Linked DNA regions of Mus musculus: region 2 is linked to region 1. Evidence: chromatin contacts called from public Hi-C data. All regions are on one chromosome and are shown on one strand. Each heading gives the region's core, a stretch centred on a gene start, on an enhancer-like site or on the middle of the called end of the contact. The rest is flanking DNA. Distances are from core to core; before and after follow the strand shown. Region 1 overlaps Dclk1 (doublecortin-like kinase 1). Region 2 overlaps Nbea (neurobeachin).

Region 1 (2,751 bases), core at 110-2,609:
GACAAGACCGATGCCTTCTGAGGCTAACCCAGTGCTGTTTCTGATATTGACAGTTTTAGCCCTGTTAGCACCCAGGGATGTGAAAAGTGATGGAGATCACCCTGATGACTGTCAGCTCTTACAGTTTCTATCATCTCATTCAGTCATGAATCCATAAAAGTGGTGGTCATGATGCAATAGTTATAGGAACATGTATCAACAGGCCATGGTGTACCTGACTTCATGGGAGTCTTGATGAGAAGCTAAGGAAATGTCCTGTCTAGAAAGATTCTCTTATCCAGGAAAAATACAGCATTCCAGATGGTTATATCTGGGGGAAAGCTGGACTGATGGTCTGCTGACATGAGACTATGTATGTATATGCACACACATACAGATACACACACACACAATACAGAGCTCTTAGAAAAGTACTTCAGCTTTTATAGCCTGACCTGGTACCAGATAATCACAGGCTGAGGCATGAGAATCTCAAGTTGAAGGCCATCCTGAGCTTCGTAGCGAGCTGATGGCCAATCTGGCCTACATAGTGAGACGCTGTCTCAAGATGAATCTAAGAGGGCTGGAGAAGTGGCTCAGCAGTTAAGAGGACTGGCTGCTCTTGAAGAGGACAGCTTCAGTTCTTAGCACCCACCAGGCAGCTGACAACCACCTCTAACTCCAGTTCCTGGGGATCTGATGCTCTCTCCTCACCGCCACAGGCACTGCACGCATGTTGTGCACAGACATTCAGGACAACAAAACACATATACACATGTTTTTTCCAAGTAGAATACTACACGGCCTTGAAAACAGTAGTATATATATTTGTTCTATTCTTTAGTTCTAAGACTGTTTATGTGTATACAGATTTATATGCACATATGCATAAATATACTTAATATTTGTTCCATCTCTCTTACTTCAATAAGAAGACGTGAAATATAGACCCACGGTGCACACAGGAAATGGACCCAGTCACACATCTGACATTAACCCTGCAGTCAATACAGAGCAACTTTCACGTACAGCTGAGAAAACAGAAAGGAATAGTCTGCTTAGGGGTGGGCTTCTCCTAGCTTTTCCTTCCATTTAAATCACAGAGCACAGAGTCAAACTCTTGCCAACTCTGAATAGCAAGGGCCACACTCACTGGGTTGTCATCAATGTCTAAGCAATACTGTGTTGAGCTTCCTTGGCATGTCCCCTCACTGTGTGTCCTCATTCTAAGTCAGAGAGCAGCTGCCACAAGGGCGGATCTACAGGCCTCTGCTGGCCTCTCTATATAGCACTCCGGCCACCATTTGGAAGGTGCTGATGCTCCTTTGATGGACCACACTCTGCTAAAAATGGTTACATTCTGAATCAGAACCAGGAAAGCAGCCCGCATAGCAGGTGAAGATAGGAAGAAAGAGCATCTCTAGCTACTCACTTCTCATATTGATTCTGCTCTCGTGTGGCCCTGAGAAACACATATCTGTTTTGGCATCCGTTGTCATTAGAAAGCCCTTGAGCAATGCCTCTGGGAGCTGGCTAGTGGTACTTGGAGGATGTATCATTCCTAATTGCATGTACACTTGTAGCTAGATTAATTTCCATAGATAAAGTAAAAGCATCACCTTGCATCGCACAGCCACTTCCTGATAACCATTAAATCAAGTGTGGTTCTGCACCACGAAAATAATAATTCTGAAGCTGTTTACACCCATCACCCCACGTCTTTCAGGAAGCTGGCTGCAGAGCTGACCAAATATAGCATCAATGTTCAGATACCATTTAGTAACTACAAATGAACTGGGTTAGATCACACTCTGCACATTTATAAAAAAAAAAAAGATTCAAATTTTAATACATTAGCCCCAGAACACACTGTACAAGCACCAGGAAAATTGCAGTTGTCAACGGGAGAATTTAGACTCGGGGTAAGTTCATCTAAGGAAGTGAAATCTTCATTTAGATTTTTGCTTTTCTTTAGTCCACTCTCTTTCCCCTCTCCCATGCCTACGTGTTTCTCCTGGAATGGGGAAAAACAGGTTACACAGTAAACTTATCTCACACAGAGAACTGGATAGGGTATATTTATCAGGAATAGGCAACTGAGGAGCTCAACAAAGTGGTTTGTAGAGCTCTTTCACAGGTCAAAAGATGGCTAGGCTACATGAGTGTGTGTGCACTTGTGTAAGGGCACGCATACATGTGTGTTCCTGTCTGTGTGAATGTGTGTGAGCACATGTACACTTGTGTTTTCTTTTAAAATACTTTTATTTACTTATATTTTTATGCACAGTGGTATTTTGCCTGCATGTATGTCTATGCACTGTGTATGTCCCTGTTGTCCCAGGAGGACAGGGAAAGGTATTGGGAACCCCGAGACTGAAGTTACAAATGATTGTGGGCCATAATGTTACTCTGGAGGCCAAACTTCTGGACCTCTGAAAAGGGAGTCAGAGCTTTTGAACCCTGGCTCCCCTCTCCGGACCCCACTTGTCTTTTCTTTAGCAAAGCTGGGCTAAAACTAAGGAAGGACCCTGCTTCTAAGCTGCACCCCCACATTTCTCCTGATAATGAGGGGAATTGGTAAGGTTGTTTAATGGCAGCTTTCTATTGTGCTTCACAGAAAATCTACCTGCCTGTGGGTGGCTGCAGCCCCAAGGCTGAGAGCATCTCCTTACCACATCAGCAGCAGTTAAGCAGCAGCAGTAGACTGGCCAGCTGTGTGGCTTCCCAGGATGGGCAAGGTGAGAGAAGGGGACTGAAGTCAGCCTGACGGCC
Region 2 (2,751 bases), core at 131-2,630, 310 kb before region 1:
CAATCCTCTGCTGGCTTGTTGTTCCAGTGGATAGAACACAGGACCATGTAAGGGCCTGACAGTGAGCTTCCCTGTCTGCTGTACACAGAGCAGCGCAGCCTCACAGCAAACCCCTACACTGACTGTTTCACAGCTTCCAGTGGCCTCAGGAAGGGGAAGAAACAGGTGGAATTTGTCTCATCAATTTAAACCTGCCATATCCAAAATGTTACTTTTTGATCATATAACCAATAAAAAATTATTTATGTAATGTTTAATACTTTTTAACTTGTCTTGGAATTCAAAGAATATGCTATTTTCTATATTTTCCACAATATAGCATCTGTTGGCTGCTGTATCAGACAGTGTGGCTGGAGTCGCTTTTATGAATACTCATTTAGCTCCAATGCCTCGTGGCAAGCTGTCAGAGGCAAGGTCCTGGAGTTCTGTGGTCAAACAGCTTAGGGCGCGTTCAACTAATGGCCGAGGGAAACCTGCTTTCTTCACTCTTACCCTAAGGAGTTTATGAAGTAGAAAATGCATTACAATTTGTGTCACTAAGAATCTGTTCATAAAATATAATACATATTAAAATAAGTATCTGTCCCCTACCTTTGAAGCCTTTTAGACCTAAAGTCATTAAATTCATTATCAGTCAATATATGTAGTATGTCAATGATGATAATTGCATAAAAATGGTAATTACCTATGTACCTCATTACTTTAAATTAAGAACATTGTTTTATGCAAACTGCCAGTGAAGTCACTTGTCTGAATTGCCAGACTCTAGAAAGACTGTTTCATTAATGTCTGCCAGACAAATGCTGAAGGAGCCCTCATTCCAAGGTGGGATTCTTATGACAACTAACATATAAGGCACAATGTGCTCGGAGTTTTGTCCTTTCTAGACTGGAGACATCACCCCAGAACAATCACACAGTGCTCACTGACCACTGCAGCCCTCAGTGACCAATTTCCCTGGTCCACATAGTATTTTTAGCCCTTTTGTGCTAAGCTAATTCTTTAGACATTTAGTAACAATGATTCTTAGGGAGCTAAATAGATAACATTCAAAATTTTAATTTCTACATGTGTTATTTATAATTCAGAACTTTCTTTATAATTGCAGATTATTTAGAAATTTTACCTACAAACTGAAATGTCATAAAAAATAACCTGTTTCTAGTAAAAGTACCAGTAGTACTTTTAGGATTATCATCGTTAAACCAGCCTGAATAAAACTTTTCACTGTTCATTTTGAATACTGACACATAAGGGCAGAGCATATTCACTTAGGGGAAGGCAGATGATGTTTAATCAGAAGTGTGTCACGCAGAAAGCATGCAGGGTAATTAATAGGAAATGTGGACTGAGCGTAGAGTTACTGTTGGAGTCTTTCCAAAGAGCTAAGAGGAAGCTAGATCTCAGGCCTCAGATAGTCAGGCCTCCATTCGTGAAAGTGTGGCCTTGAACATGCTCATGTGCTAAATGGAGGGAGGCACACACCTGCCAGGGGGGCAATGTGAAGGGTGCCAGCCCAGACAGACAGCAGGCTATAGCACAGGAAGCTCTCAGCGTGGACCTGCTTCCTCCTCTCTACAAGGTTCCACATCACTGCAGATCTGCATCTTCCCTTTGTTGTGATTACCTACAGTCAGGAAAGGGGGAAGGGGAAGAAAGGAAAGGAAAGGGAACGGGAAAGAAGGAAAGGGAAAGGAAAGGAAAAGGGGAAAGGAAAGGAAAAAGGAAAGGAAAGGGAAAAGGGGGGAAAGGGAAAAAAGGGAAAAGGGAAAGGAAAAGGAAAAAGGAAAAAAGTGTTTCTAGGTCAGAAGTGATTACAAGGCAGGGAAGGTGGCCAGTGTCCTTGGAGGTATCCAGTAACTGCAGTCTGGGTACACAAGGCTGGTGGTTGTTTGATAACTTTGTGTCAGGTAAGATATATCAAACTTTCTCTTTGTTTTTTTCATTTAATCTTAGCTAATTCTTATAATTATCCCAAGATTATTGTCAGTTTGTAGAAATGAAGTGATCAACGCAGTTACATGACAGAGTTATGTAAAGGAATTTGCCCAAGATAGGTAAATTGTGCAATCGAATCTTAAAATTAATTAGGCATATTTTGCTCAATTTATCACTATTATTTTTTATTTTCAATATTTCAATTTTGATTAATTTAATGATCACATATGCTACATTTATTACGTGACTTTTATTAGTAAATTAAAAGTCTACAAAGCAAGTCAATCAGAAGAGACACCTCAGACAATTTTTATTCCTAATTTTAGTGATATCCACTTGTCTCTCACATAACCTAAAGTCTTTACAGAGTAGACTTCCAGCCTATGTATGTGATTTTCAGGTTCTGTATTTCTTGCTTCCGTTTTCTTGTATTTTGTTTATCATTCATGATCTTGTCTCTTCCATCTGACTTTTCTGTCATCCAAAATTAAAGATGACAGATTACAGACTTAGAAAATTGATGACACCTATTCACGCTAAATTTCAGAAAAATACTGTGAAGGGTTTATATTTCTGGTTGCTGCCCAGTGGCAAGGAAAGGAATATAAAAAAAACAAAAATGATGTCTAACACATTAAGAAGCAAATGGAGATGTGTGTTAAAGAAAAAAGACAATTAGGAAAATGCCCTGCAGACTAGCATCATGAAACTTGGGAATGAGTTTTGTCATTGATCCTTCCCATCATCAGCTTCAGAGTACAGGGTAAACATGCCAACAGAAACACACATCTGCCTGTGTTCTAGTTTAGGTGC

The links. Hi-C and Micro-C count contacts between places; a contact is called where the count stands out from the background.
Region 2: a Hi-C map of the N1E-115 cell line shows a contact between it and region 1, with 2.0 times the contacts expected there. The contact joins two enhancer-like sites. A contact is called at or near these places in 2 of 484 Hi-C or Micro-C datasets (the N1E-115 cell line and nephron progenitors), 1 of 115 datasets of contacts at active chromatin or transcription factors (the NIH/3T3 cell line) and 1 of 9 other capture datasets (pancreatic islet).

The regions. Positions count from the first base shown.
Region 1 is chr3:55,382,704-55,385,454 of GRCm38.p6, reverse strand. All of the region lies in intron 4 of Dclk1 (doublecortin-like kinase 1), which reads right to left. Gm9831 (predicted gene 9831) reads left to right here. Exons shown (of 5, transcript NR_165824.1): 2 at 2,597-2,717. Among named protein-coding and RNA genes, the nearest start is that of Gm9831, 19 kb to the left of the region's middle. Within about 2 kb of position 1,359, at least 2 of the 459 cell types and tissues checked have an H3K27ac peak or open chromatin away from gene starts, as enhancers often do. A contact at or near this core is called in the N1E-115 cell line, where this site is marked.
Region 2 is chr3:55,691,945-55,694,695 of GRCm38.p6, reverse strand. The region is part of intron 46 of Nbea (neurobeachin); the gene reads left to right. Among named protein-coding and RNA genes, the nearest start is that of Gm46804, 14 kb to the left of the region's middle. Within about 2 kb of position 1,380, at least 14 of the 459 cell types and tissues checked have an H3K27ac peak or open chromatin away from gene starts, as enhancers often do. A contact at or near this core is called in the N1E-115 cell line, where this site is marked.